2 separate regions of the Mus musculus genome follow, and region 2 is linked to region 1. The links are chromatin contacts, called in public Hi-C maps. All regions are on one chromosome and are shown on one strand. The core of a region is the stretch at or near the end of the contact, and the rest is flanking DNA. Distances in the headings are between cores, read along the strand shown. Region 1 overlaps Fmn1 (formin 1). Region 2 overlaps Fmn1 (formin 1).

Region 1 (6,317 bases), core at 2,701-5,200:
TCGAACACAAGGATTCATACCACCACCACCACGGGTAGTCTTTATTATTCCTCTTTTCATAGCAGATGGCCTTCTCACATCACCTTTTATTTTTATATATATTTGAGAATATCAGTTCGTAGCATAGCTGTTATGGGAATCAAAGGAATTGTAATTATGAAGATGTTTTTAGGCATCCCTTGGAACTTTATGTTAATTTCTGTATAAACTATTGTCACATCAAAGCTTTGGGAAGAAAATATTGCCAGGTGTATTGAGACACCCTTGTAATCCTAGCACCTAAGAAGCTGGAGCAGGAGGATGTAAGTTCTAGGGTAGGCTAGGCTACATGTGATTGTGTCTTTAAAAAAAAAAAAAAAACCTTAGAAAAGAATCTAGAACATCTCCAGTGTGTTCTCATTTTCCAGTATTTATGGAAGCATTCCACAACTTCCTATAATGACACATTCCAACAGTACTTCAACTGGAGTTGGCTTGCGTTCTCTTTCTTGCACTGTAAGATAAGTGTTTACACTGCTAGTGTGCCTGTGTTTACACTGCCCCTGAGTTACATTTGTTCTCAAGCAAGAAGGTCAGGGCCTTGACGGGCATCCAAGAGTCTGTTGTCAGAGGCTCTTTTCTCTTGGCATCTGTCAAGGAGGTCACTACGTCCGTGATAAGCCTCCCAGTTCTGGTCTAAACTTGCTTGACAGAAAATCTCGAGACCCGCCAATCTCCTTCTGCCCTTGAGATGTGATCTGACTTTGAATTGTGAATTGTCTGTCTGCTTCCTGTTCTCTGAGATGTATAAAAAGCATTCTCCTCCCTCTGTCTCCTCAGCAGATAGTTCTTCAGAATTAATGAAGTACTGACTACTTTCTCTGAGCCCTTTGGGGGAGATGGGCTGTGATGGCTCTGCAGATGATACTCTGTTGAAACTTTCTGGTGCCAAAATGCTTCAGCATTGATTGTAATTTGGTCACTTTGGCGAGGATTGTGGCTTAAATGCTCAAGTCCCAGACTTCGTGTCTCATTGTAGAGAGGAGGGGAGAAGGGTGGAAAGAGAACATTGCTTGGAAGGCTGAACATAAATTTATAGGGTTTTTATAACCTGCTGCCCTTCCAAGTTTATATTACTCAAACTTTTGTAACAATGATAATTTCTCTGGGCTGCCTTGGGGAGGTATGTATGTTATTTTTCGCCTGGGGATAAGGATAAGTTTGTCCATCTTTTTTACACTTCTCTTGTGTTTGATAAAAGCATGTGGGGTTGAGTTATCCTGTACAGGATGCCCATGTGTTGATTGTACTCCTCTGTGCCCTGAGAATGTCAGTACTTCACCCAGATTCCTGGAGTAGGACTTGGAATACTCAGGGCTTTCCTATTCTGCAGTTATCAGACTCCAGCTAGCCAGATTCACCCAGAGGAAGTGAGAGCCTCTCCCGGACAGGCACCAGCACAACACTTGTCCCTTTCCAGCTTTATTTAGACTTGAGATGACACCCAAAGTTGGCTTGCACATCTCCTTTATCAGCTTGTTTTTTAAAAGTGGGGAAAGCTTATCGTATATGGACATTAGTGCTTCTTTTGGATTATCAACTCTAAGCACTGTTTCTCCAGTTGGCTGTTAAAAGAATAATTTAATCTAGGTTGTTAACTCAGGGCCAGTTTCAAGTGTCACCAGAACTGTCAATACCTCCTTAAAGCCACAAGAGGGCACTTTACAATGAGAGTCACAGCTAAATGTCTTCTCCCAGAGCAATGGAAGCCCAGGAGGCCAGATTTTTACAGCACATTATCCTGAACTCTCAGAGCCAAGTGCATATTAGCGAAGCTTGTGGGTGTCAGCGAAGTAAAAACTGTTTCTCGGCAGAGTTGCAGAGCTTGGAACGAATGCTTGTCGTCTAAAATGGATGGGACTTGGCTCCTTTGGAACTAATTCCAGAACCTTTCCCTCTTTCCACTATAGTTTTAAAATCTAAATAAAGACAGAAAAGAGTTATTTGAATATGCATTTGAATATCATCTAATTTAAAAGTACAAGGTGTGATTAGATACCTGGAGGTATACTCAAAGAAAATCAGTTAAATCCAGCGATTTTTTTTTTTTTTTTTTTTTTTTTTGGCCTGGAAGCTCATTCATTTCCCCCAAGTGTAGGACCCTGTCTGAGATGGTGACTATGGGTAGAGCTGGAAAAGAGATGAGGCCCAGTTGCCATGCTGGGGGTGGGGGTGGGGGGACAGTGATGGTGGCTTCCAACCCTAAAGAGAAGTATTTTGAAGATGGGAAAAGTAGAATGAAAGGTCCTATATATGTACTCAAGGTTAATAACCCCAGGTCATGCGGGTGCTGAACGCTAAACTGGAAAAGCATTGCAGGGCACACTCATCTGTGTACGTGATGGCCACCATAGACTCCCTGCACCCCTCCGTCCAGCCAACTGCTTATTGTGACCAGAAGTCTCAATTACTTTGGATTTTGGAGTATTTTCCAAGTAAAAATGACCAGGCATGTTTTCACTTGTAGTAATAACGCTAAGAGGTGTTTACCAATAGTTTAGTTGCTTGGTATGTATTAACTTAGTTAATTCCACAAGACCTGAAGAAGATGATTACCATCTTATTCCCATTTTGTCATCGAGGAAATTGGAGTGGAGAGAGGTTGGGTAATTCGCCCAGCATCACACAGCTCATAAGGAGCCAATCAAGGACAGACAGCTCAGAGCCGTGTTCTTAGTTACGTGAAAACCAATGCATTCATTTAAATGTAACTACAATGTTGACTTCAGGGTCACTCCGCTAAATCAGAATACCATTTCCAGTCCTGGTCTGGTGAGAGTCGCACTGGCTCGCTGTCCATGAGCCTGGTTTGTAGGTCTCACTGACCCTAGGCAAGAATGAGGTCCTGGACAAGGCCTTTGAAGTCTCCTTATGGCAGGCGTCTCATTCTGTCAATAGATGAGCTTCAGTTTGAAGGGTTCCGAGGCTCAGGTGGTGATTCTGAAGACTAGAACACTAAACATCCAGCAGCCTTAATTTAACTTTCTGTGTAATGGGGCAACTGGGCAAGGGAATCCCATCCAGACCAATATCTCAGTACTCCTAGAGTGTTCTGCAGACTCAGCTGCCTTACAGCGTCTGCTGTGTCGTATGAGGCCTGGATACTCATCCGGCCTCAGAGAGTAACTGTGATTTTAATAACCCCTATTTAGCTTTGATGGAATAATTTTAAAATGAAGTTCTTTTAAGTACTGGCAATCTTTGGAAAATCACAATGCAGCTTTGGAGTCAACTACCTTGCCTTGAAGGTAGCTGACTAGGGTCTGGGTTTTTTTGTTTGTTTGTTTTGGGGTTTTTTGAGTTTTTTTTTTTTTGGTCTGTTTGTTTTTTGTTTTTGTTTTTGTTTTTTAGCATTTAGCATTTATAAGTATCATAGCATCTGGAAAGGAAGTTTAAACAACTTTCCAGGTACAAAATATCAGAATTTATCTGCCTGTGGAGACCTTGTCTCACAGACGTTTAGAAACTGAATGAGCATATTGCAGACCAAGTTGCACACACATTTCTTTCTCTAAAGATGCAACATTCATTCACCGTTGTCCATGTACACAAAGAGTACTTGACAGCCATAGCCATTGGTAGAACTGGTCTGGAACTACTGGGTTGGCGTGGCTCCTCACCACCCCACCATCCCTTAACAGACTTTTTTTTCTGTGTGTGTTCTAAAGGCCAAGAGTTCAGGTTACACCAGACAGAGCTGTCCACTTACTTCCTAAGGGAGCCTGGTTTAACCCCAGTCCTGTGGCCACACTTGTAATTTTTGATAAAATACCTTTGACCTGCTGTTTGATTTCCTTTTGGCCCAACCTGAGTTCTCTCCAGCTGAGGCTAATTTGCATGGCTGTAAACACGAGCCTTACAAAGCTCACCAACTGTGATAAAAGCAAAAGAAACCTGAGACCCCTGGAAACTCAAAAATTGGACTTTGGTGTCTACTGCTGACTCTGAGTCACACGTCAGCCCGGGAGGCTGCCAGCCAGCAGCAGCTAAAGAAATGTTATTCTGATTGATCTGATTAGAACTGCAAGGTTAGCCATGGTCAATTTACAAAGACAGTATGAGAAGAAATCATGTGTACAGTCCTGTTATGGGTCAGTGAGGCCCCCGCCAGAAGTTTGAAAAGCCAGGACCGTTATCAGATCTCCTCAGTGGGGTACAAATGGGATTGGAGGTTTAGGGGCCCTCCAGTGAAATGAATGACAAAGAGGTTTTGGCTCCCCGTGAGTCATGCTTGTTTCCAGCTGGATTCCTTACCTGCCAGGGCCTTCCAAGTGAGTGTCGGACCCCTGAGCAGCCCAGGGCCCCCGGACAAGCACTTTAGATCCTCTGCACTGGAAAGAAGGTGAAAAGGCTAATTTGACACGGCCATGAGGCACTCTGCTGACCCACAGAAGCAGCCAGATGGAACCTATTGGGCAGTTTGATCCCTTCCTTTACCACAACAGTGGTTTAATTGGGATCTGGCTCCAGGCCCCGGTTACTAAATAACCTGAGTTTTAGTGTTTTCATCTTCATTAATGAACTTTTATGCCAGGTGCCTTATTAAGTCACATGAAGGTGTTTTGCATGTGCAAAATATCCCAGGTGAGAAGGGGAGTCTTAAAAACAAAAGAGAGCTCCGAGTCCATTCACGGTCTGGTTATCGAATTGTTCTCTACCCTCATAGACTCTGTCAACTTTCTCAGTTTAGGACAAGCCTGGAACATTGCTTTTCATGTGCCTATTGCATTCTCACCAATCCTGAAAACTGCTGGAGCATCCTCCTCGGGCGTGGTTCTCTCTTCCCTGTCCACCTCAGGAACATCCTTGTGACCTGCAACTCTGGGATAAAGCACATTAATTAACAAAGAGAGACGCATTTAAAACAGGGCCAAAGAAAAGCCACAGTGCTTAAGCTGGGGCTTATTATAAATAGATCACTCTGTACTCTAATCATCTTGCTAATGGAAAAGCTGAGACTCTGAGATGATTGCTCAGGGAAGAATGCGATTCAGTGTGCAGCAGCGAGATGCCTGCAGCACTCTATGTTTAGAAGGCATTAGTAAGACATCAGGGAGCTGGGTCTTGTGATGCCTTTTGTGAAACTCAGCCTTTTAGGGGCTTAGCCTTTGAATTGCCACTCATGGAAGCTATGGGCTTCTGAGGCTGGAGAAGGGGGTGGAGCTTGGATCAGGACACAGAACTCTCACCTATCAGCTGAGATCCGCATTTCTGCTCAGAGCAACAGGAAGTCAGTCTGTGGCAAAGCCGTAGAAGAGGCCTGAAAATAGACCTTTTTTGGCCAGGTGCCTTGTTAAGTCACATGAAGGTGTTTTGCATATGCAGAATATCGTAGGTGAGTAGGGGGTCTTAAAAGCAATCTAGAGCCACAAATACCAGGGCTTCATTCCCAATCCACTGATCCAGTTATCACATTGTTCTTTGCTCTTTCATGGACTCTGTCAACTTTCTCAGTTTAAGGTAAGTCTGGAACCCAGCTTTTAAGCATTCTTTTTCACATGACTATGGCATTTTCATCAATACTTAAGATGATGGATGGGACTTCAGCTTGGGATGTATCCAACCATGTGCTTTCTCTAGCAAGCCCAGTGTGATAAGAGACAAGAGTAGACTAATCATAGAGCTAGAGTATAAGAAGGCCTGAGGGGCTTGACAAACAACTGTCCATTTCCGTGCATGGGACAAATCCTTCCATTTTCCTAAGGTTCAACCGTACGGTAGTCTGCAAAAGATCGACACTGTTTCCACTGAATCGCCAGCATCACCATCACCAGAAACAGCAACAACAATGAACATCTTCAGTGTCATCCCAAAGGATAGCAGAAGGCTGGGTTATACCAGATGTCTCATCCCTCACTCAGTGATGCTTGGGCCCGACTGGCTAAGCAGAAATCCATTTTGCTCTACCTTTGTGTTTGTGTGAGCCCTGCTGGGGCACAACTACACAATTAAAATGAAGGAATTTCAGCTAGATGCTGGGAGATGAATGCCCTCAAAGCCAAATGAAACCCATGGGGTAGAACAAACATTAACAGAATGTCCCTCTGCTTCCTGGCACTGTGTTTAATGGACTTTGATGTAGCCCACGTCCATGCAACAGTGTAAACGGACATGGCCAGTAGCATGACGTGGCCTCCTTCAGTCTTTGTAGACTACGATGGCTGTAAACAAATAATGCCGACATCAGTACAATGGCTGGCTTAGGGGAGGATGGGATCCTTAATTATGATGCTTTCCTAGGCTGAGTTTTTCGGCTAACGAGTTCACTGAGTTAACTG
Region 2 (6,317 bases), core at 2,778-5,277, 84 kb after region 1:
TTTCAGCAAATATTTATTTTAAGCGCTGAGCTAACTGCTAATTTTAAATAAACTCACTGAAATATCAAGCCATTTAGAAACACATTTTAAGAACAAATATTTTCCACACTTCTATGGAAGAAATTTACCCCTAGTTGTTTTCAGATTTCTTTTTTTCTCCTGCTAGGAACAGGATCGGATTGCTTGTAAGGGCAACGGTTTAGCTTCCGGATCTGACTAGGGTGGGACGATGCATGCCATGTGCTCTGGTTTCTGTTCTACAGCCTCACAGATGCATTTCTAAAGCCCTTCCCAGTTACAACCACACAGAGAGCATCAGAAAATACTGCTACCGCTTATCTCAGGGTGGTTCTGTAGCGTGGACTTACTGTGCTTGACAAATCCAAAGCCATATTTCCCTTTGGGTGGGGAGCCCAATCCAAAATGGAATATTTGAAGCTTAGGGCAACCTTTCAAATGAATAGTGTACATTTTAAAAATTATTTTTCATCTTTAAATCCATTTTAAAAGTGATTGTAAACCACAATCCATAATGGTAAGTTCTTAGATGAAACGGCAAAAATAAGACAGCTAGCTAAGCAAGTAAGAATAAGTAATTGAACAGCTTGTACAATTGTATTACAAGTAGCTGGTCACCTCTTGGACACAGAGTCAAATGCCTGTCACACCCAGGACAGCAGGAGAGAGCTCAGATGGTCCTTTAAAAGTTATTTTTAGCTCATTAGCATAAGGGCTGATATCTAATTTGGTGATCACTTCTAGCTTTATTATATAACACATCTAGCCTTTCTCAGAGAATTCTGCTTATCATCAAATCAGCCGTCTCACAGCCCCTCGTTTTCCCTAACATACACCACAGAACTCACATGTAACCACATAATAGCCTCCACTTGAAAGTCTCAGCAGCTCATCTCCTCTAAGTGGTCAGACCCTGGGATGCAGACTACCAAGGGCTGTTGGACCTGCAGCTCTCTTTTGCCATAACTCAAGAGCAAGGTAGGATCCGTGACAGGTTTACAGGAGAACGTGGCTTCAAACAGCAGAGGTCAGTGTCTGGAAGCATCCCATTGTACAGCGAGGGAGACCATTGGCCACTTTGTTACCCACTCTAAACTATTTCTGATCTTCATCTTTATTTTCAGACAAATCCTGAGAAACCCTGACTCCCAGCGAATTGACAATGTGGCCCTCTTTATGTGAAGCCTTGTTTATAGGCCGCAATTCTCCTGACAGATTTACAAGAGTCTGTGGAGTTTTAAAGGACGATTGCTTAACAAGCATTAAGTGAGACACATAGGACTGTGTAAATATTTTAGCTGGAATAGGGGATTTTTTAAAAGGCCTGAGCCAAATATTGCATTAAATCTGACGACAGTGGCACATTGATCAGCAAGCGGCCAGCCCTGAGCTTCGCCAGGGAGTCCTGTAGCCAAGTCTAGATACCAAAATCCAGCCACCGAGCTAATGAAGTGTGTTCTTTAAAGGAACTTTCCACACACTCCTCCTCTGTTTTCTCCTGTGGCTTTCAATCTTCTGACTTTTATTTCCTTTATGATCTATTTAGATGTAAACACTTCCCAGAGTAGAAAATTACAGTTAAAGTAAGTGCCTAGGAAGATGGAGACACTAGGCTCTGAGGTCAGAAAAACCATGGAAGACTTGCAACCATCCCAGCTGAGCAATGTGGAAACAGGTTGCATTTTGCTATTAAGCTTGGGTGCATTAACCAATGGCTTCTTTGTAGCCAGCTGTCATACTCCAGGGAGAGAGAGAGTCTCAAGACTAGTCCGGCTACCTCATCCACCCCCTTGCTGACCTCCATGGAAGGAGAAAGCCTTTTGCCCTCAAGATTTCTGTGTCTGTGCAACTGTGTTGTGTTGCTGGGGTAACAACTACCACAAAATACACCTTTTGACTTGATAAACTAAGCAGGGGCCCACCCAGCACATGGCTCTCCCACCTGCATAATTTCTGTGGAAGTGAGAGCTTGACTCTGCCCTCGGTGATTCCACCAGCAGCCTCGTGATTTTTACTCATGAACTCCCACTAATAATATGTACATACTTGAAGTAATTCCAGTAATTCTGCCCCAAACTGCAGGCTCTGTTTCTCTTCTGCAAACGGTTCAGTCTGCCATGCATCCAAAACATTGTTTGATATTGTTGATTGGCTAATCTGAACATCCTACATTTATGTTAATGATATAAAAATGTATATTTGAGAAATAGTGTTTGATGTAAATGTGTGTGTATGTATTGATAAAATTAAATGTGTTGTTAGAATGCCCCTCTAAAAAAAAAGCGGGTTATTTAATAGACTTAAAAAACAACCTTATGCTTATTGTCAACTTTTATAGATCACCAGTTATTGTCTATTTGACTAAGTTTCTTGCCATTATCCCTTCTAGAGAATAATCACTTTAAGTTGCTGTATTCCGTGGCAGACACAGTTCTAGCCTCTGGGGCTCACCCACCTCTGCAGAGTCGCATGGAAATCACAGTTTTCAAAGACTCTCCTTGTCATCTCTCGCAGTAGTGTAAGCTTTGGCTGTACCAAAAGTGATGTGGCCACCATGTTTTGAGAACTCCGAGAACTGTTTTCCCACTTTTCATGTAGTTTAGCCTGCTACAGCCTAAGGAGGCAAACCTGAACTCAGAATACATTTGTATGGAGACAGCCATAGCTTAGCCCCCGACTCCCTGTAGGCTGCTGCAGAAAGGCTTTCCTGCCCAGCTGTAGCGGAACTGCTAAGTGACCGATGGCGTGTGCAGTTGAAAATTTCTTATGACTCTAAAATACAATGCTCATGAATTTTACAAAAGAATGTCAGAAAGTATAAGTGAAAGATTAATAGAAATTATACATGTTATGTTGGCAATTGTAGGTATATAAAAGCTCATGGATAAAGGCAACCTGTGTGTTGTTACAATTGTTACAGACAGCAAGGCTGTGATACAGAGACCTAGACATAGAAAAAACGAAAGGGAAAATGCCGGCTCCGTTCTCGCCATGGTACCATGGAAGAGTTTTCCACTAGTAGGTTTATATTGTTATTTTAATTTTCTGCACATGTGTCTGTTACCTTTATAGTACTTTTGAGAAGCTAACTGTTGGTCTTCTCCAAGATGAATTTCCTTCCCTGTAGAAGCCTAGTAATGTCATGCTTAGCTCCTGCCACACATGGCTTAGAGTCAATCTGGAAGTTGGCCTTGCTGAATTGCCATTTGTTTTCCATTCTCTCTCTCTCTCTCTTTCTCTCTCTCTCTCTCTCTCACACACACACCCCACACACACAATCTCTCTTTGTCCCTCTCTTTTTTCCCTCCCTCCTTCCTTCTTTCCTTCCCTCCTTCTGTCCCTCCCTCCTTCCCTCCTTCTTTTCTTCCTTCCTTTTTTCCCTCCTCCCTCCCTCCCTCCCTCCCTCCCTCCCTCCCTCCCTCCCCTCCTCCCTCCCTCCTTCTTTTCTTTCTTCTCTTTTTCCCCTCTCTCTTTCTCTCTCATACAAAGACTTTTTTTTGGAGACAGGGTGTTATTCCACAACCCAGCCTAAGCTAAAACTTACTATGTAGCCCAGGCTAGCCTGCAGCTCATTATCCTCCAGCCTCAGCCTCCCCGGTGCAGGGATGACTGATCCAGCTTTTCTGTCTGTTGCTTGAAATATCCTTATTTCTCTAAACAAATGGATTTATGGCAACATAGTCACAAATCCTTCTTGATAATGCTTTATCTTTCAAGTTATGTATTTATATACCTCACAAGACCTGCTAGAATTACAGTCATTAGTTCAAATGAAGGCTTCTGAAGATGACAATTTTCATGAAGACCTATGCAAGGAACATTTTTTGGTATATGGCTGGATCATTTAACACTCTATAAATCAAATCATGCCCAATCCATCTGTATTTAGGCTAGTCGTGGGTAGGTGATTAATGAATATTTTTCATGCTAATGTCTCACAGACCAAGGCTGCACCCATAACCACATAATCATCACAGTGGAAACTGTGACTCAGCTCTGATGTCCGATAGGAGGGTCCTATGAATAGTGTAGACAATGCCGTGCAAAGGCTGCAGTTGGTGGCCCGGCTTCGCAAATCTTTCCAGAAGTCCTAAAGCATGTTGGCAGGTCCTCACTTAGCCCTGTCACTTCTGCTTAAATTTCTTCATGCAAAATACTCACAATCATGGGACATTAAGGTGCATTTGATCTCCAGCAGCCTCCCTCAGTGAAGTGAATCAGAATCATGGGATTCCCCTAGGCCTGAGATTCCTGGAGGGTTTATTTTTATACAACATTCCTCTGGAGAAAGAGGCACCCACTCCCTAGAGGGCTGTGACCCTTCTGTACTTAATCAGAGCAGCCCAATGGAAGGTCCTTTCGACAGAGTCCTACTCCATAAGAGGATCTCTGAAACATCTCAGCAACTAGAAACTGATCTGATGTGTGTGTGTGTGTGTGTGTGTGTATGTGTGTGTGTGTGTGTGTGTGTGTGTGTGTGTGTGTGTGTACAAATATGTGCAGAGGCCAGAGGTTGACTTTACATCTTCCTCAACCATTTTTTTTTCTTTTTCTTGAGGCAAGGCCTCTCACTGAACCTTGAGCTTGTTTGTTTCAGATAGACTGAGTAGTCACTAGCCTCCTTCATCCCTCAGGTCTCTGTGGTTGCATAGCAAGATTTTTACCCATTGTTCCATCTAGTGCTCTCTGATCTAATTTGATGAAGTCCCTATCAAGAAAGAATTTCTTTTGGCTTTACAGTTCCAGGTGGATATAGCCTACCATGGCTGGGAGTGCATGGTCACAAAAATCTCAACTTTGGCTGTTTACATCTCATGGTCAGTCAGGAAGCAGATAGTGGACAGGAACTGGGTCTAGACACAGACCCTCAAGTTCTTCTCCCAGTCGACTCTCTCTTCCAGCAGAGAGCTACCTCATTACTGTTCTACAGCCTTCCAAAACAGCACCACTAGCTGAAGGCAGTGTTCAAGCATGTGGCCTATGGCAGGTTTTTCATGTCACCTGAAAACAAACTCTCCTTGGCCCACCTGTGCTTTAGCCATTCTTTCTCCATCTTAATTTCACACACATATTAAAACTTAACTATACATACATGGCTACAGAGTGGGTCTCTGCCTAGCCTACCGGTCTCCATCTCAGCATACCACTCCCCGCCCCCACTTAGCAGTGAACATTGTGATGTTGTCAGTGACTCCCATGGCGGCAGATTCACCAGTCACCTCCCTGTCCATTTTCTTTGATGGACAGAACTGTATAGGGCTGGTGTACACTTTGCCCTTCCCGCTGTACTGCTTTCCTCTTGCATTGGATAATTCTGCATTCCTCGTTTCTCATTTTTCCTCCCAGCTGGCCTCTCCTGCAGTGTCTGCATGCCCCAGGCTGTGTGCTGAAGCCCTCTCTTCTCTGGCTATGGTCCCTCCTTGGCAACCCATCTATTGCTGTGGCTTTAAATACCAATTTTATGTCAATGACTCCCTGGTGTATTTCTGTCTCAGTCATGTGTCCTCGAGTGCATGCTTTTATATACAACATGAGTGTCTAGTTATCATTTCAAGCTTAACATGTTCTGAGTAATACCCTGGATTCCCACTCTCAAGCTCTTTCATGGTCTGCTCCTTTACTTCAATTAAAATCTCCAGTCGAGCCGGGTGTGGTGGTGCACGCCTTTAATCCCAGCACTGGGGAGGCAGAGGCAGGCTGATTTCTGAGTTCAAGGCCAACCTGGTCTACAAAGTGAGTTCTAGGACAGCCAGGGCTATACAGAGAAGCACTGTCTTGGAAGAAAAAAAAAAAAAAAACAAAAACAAAAAAACCAAAAAACAAACAAACAAACAAAAAAACTCCAGTCGAGTATCTTCACGGTGAGCTGTTTAAAGAAAACAGCTTGTTTAAAGAAAACTCTAAGCCCCCTATGTTTATAGTGCCTTCTGATATCCTTTCCTCTTTGTGGACTCTGGAACCACCCGCCCCAGCACATCACCTGATAAATCTCTGGAGCCAGAGATCTGCTCTTATAGACACTTTCCTTGAAGCTAAACTCTGGTCAATAGGAAACCAAGGGGAAGAGGACTCTGAGTTCTTGTGATGTACTACACCACCGTGCCACCTCAACATGCTTTAGTGTCACTCCTGGTGTTCCCTCTCCCATTGCCTCTCTTGGCATTTCAATCTGTTTCATAAGCTGTCCTTTCTGAATAAGCTTTCCTAGCCCTGTATACTTTAAGAATGCCCTACCCAGTGTTCCGTGACACCACACTGTAATATAATGTATTGATTTCATGGGACTTTTGTTTCTGTTG

What was found. A called contact is a pair of places that touch in the nucleus more often than the background predicts.
Region 2: a Hi-C map of embryonic fibroblasts shows a contact between it and region 1, with 2.6 times the contacts expected there. The contact joins two enhancer-like sites. A contact is called at or near these places in 7 of 484 Hi-C or Micro-C datasets (the 3T3-L1 cell line, the STO cell line, embryonic fibroblasts and 3 more) and 2 of 115 datasets of contacts at active chromatin or transcription factors (liver and pancreatic cancer cells).

The regions. Positions count from the first base shown.
Region 1 is chr2:113,534,136-113,540,452 of GRCm38.p6, forward strand. The region is part of intron 7 of Fmn1 (formin 1); the gene reads left to right. Among named protein-coding and RNA genes, the nearest start is that of Gm13963, 150 kb to the left of the region's middle. Within about 2 kb of position 3,951, at least 49 of the 459 cell types and tissues checked have an H3K27ac peak or open chromatin away from gene starts, as enhancers often do. A contact at or near this core is called in the STO cell line, embryonic fibroblasts and pancreatic cancer cells, where this site is marked.
Region 2 is chr2:113,617,809-113,624,125 of GRCm38.p6, forward strand. All of the region lies in intron 15 of Fmn1 (formin 1), which reads left to right. Among named protein-coding and RNA genes, the nearest start is that of 4930533B01Rik, 88 kb to the right of the region's middle. Within about 2 kb of position 4,028, at least 45 of the 459 cell types and tissues checked have an H3K27ac peak or open chromatin away from gene starts, as enhancers often do. A contact at or near this core is called in the STO cell line, embryonic fibroblasts and pancreatic cancer cells, where this site is marked.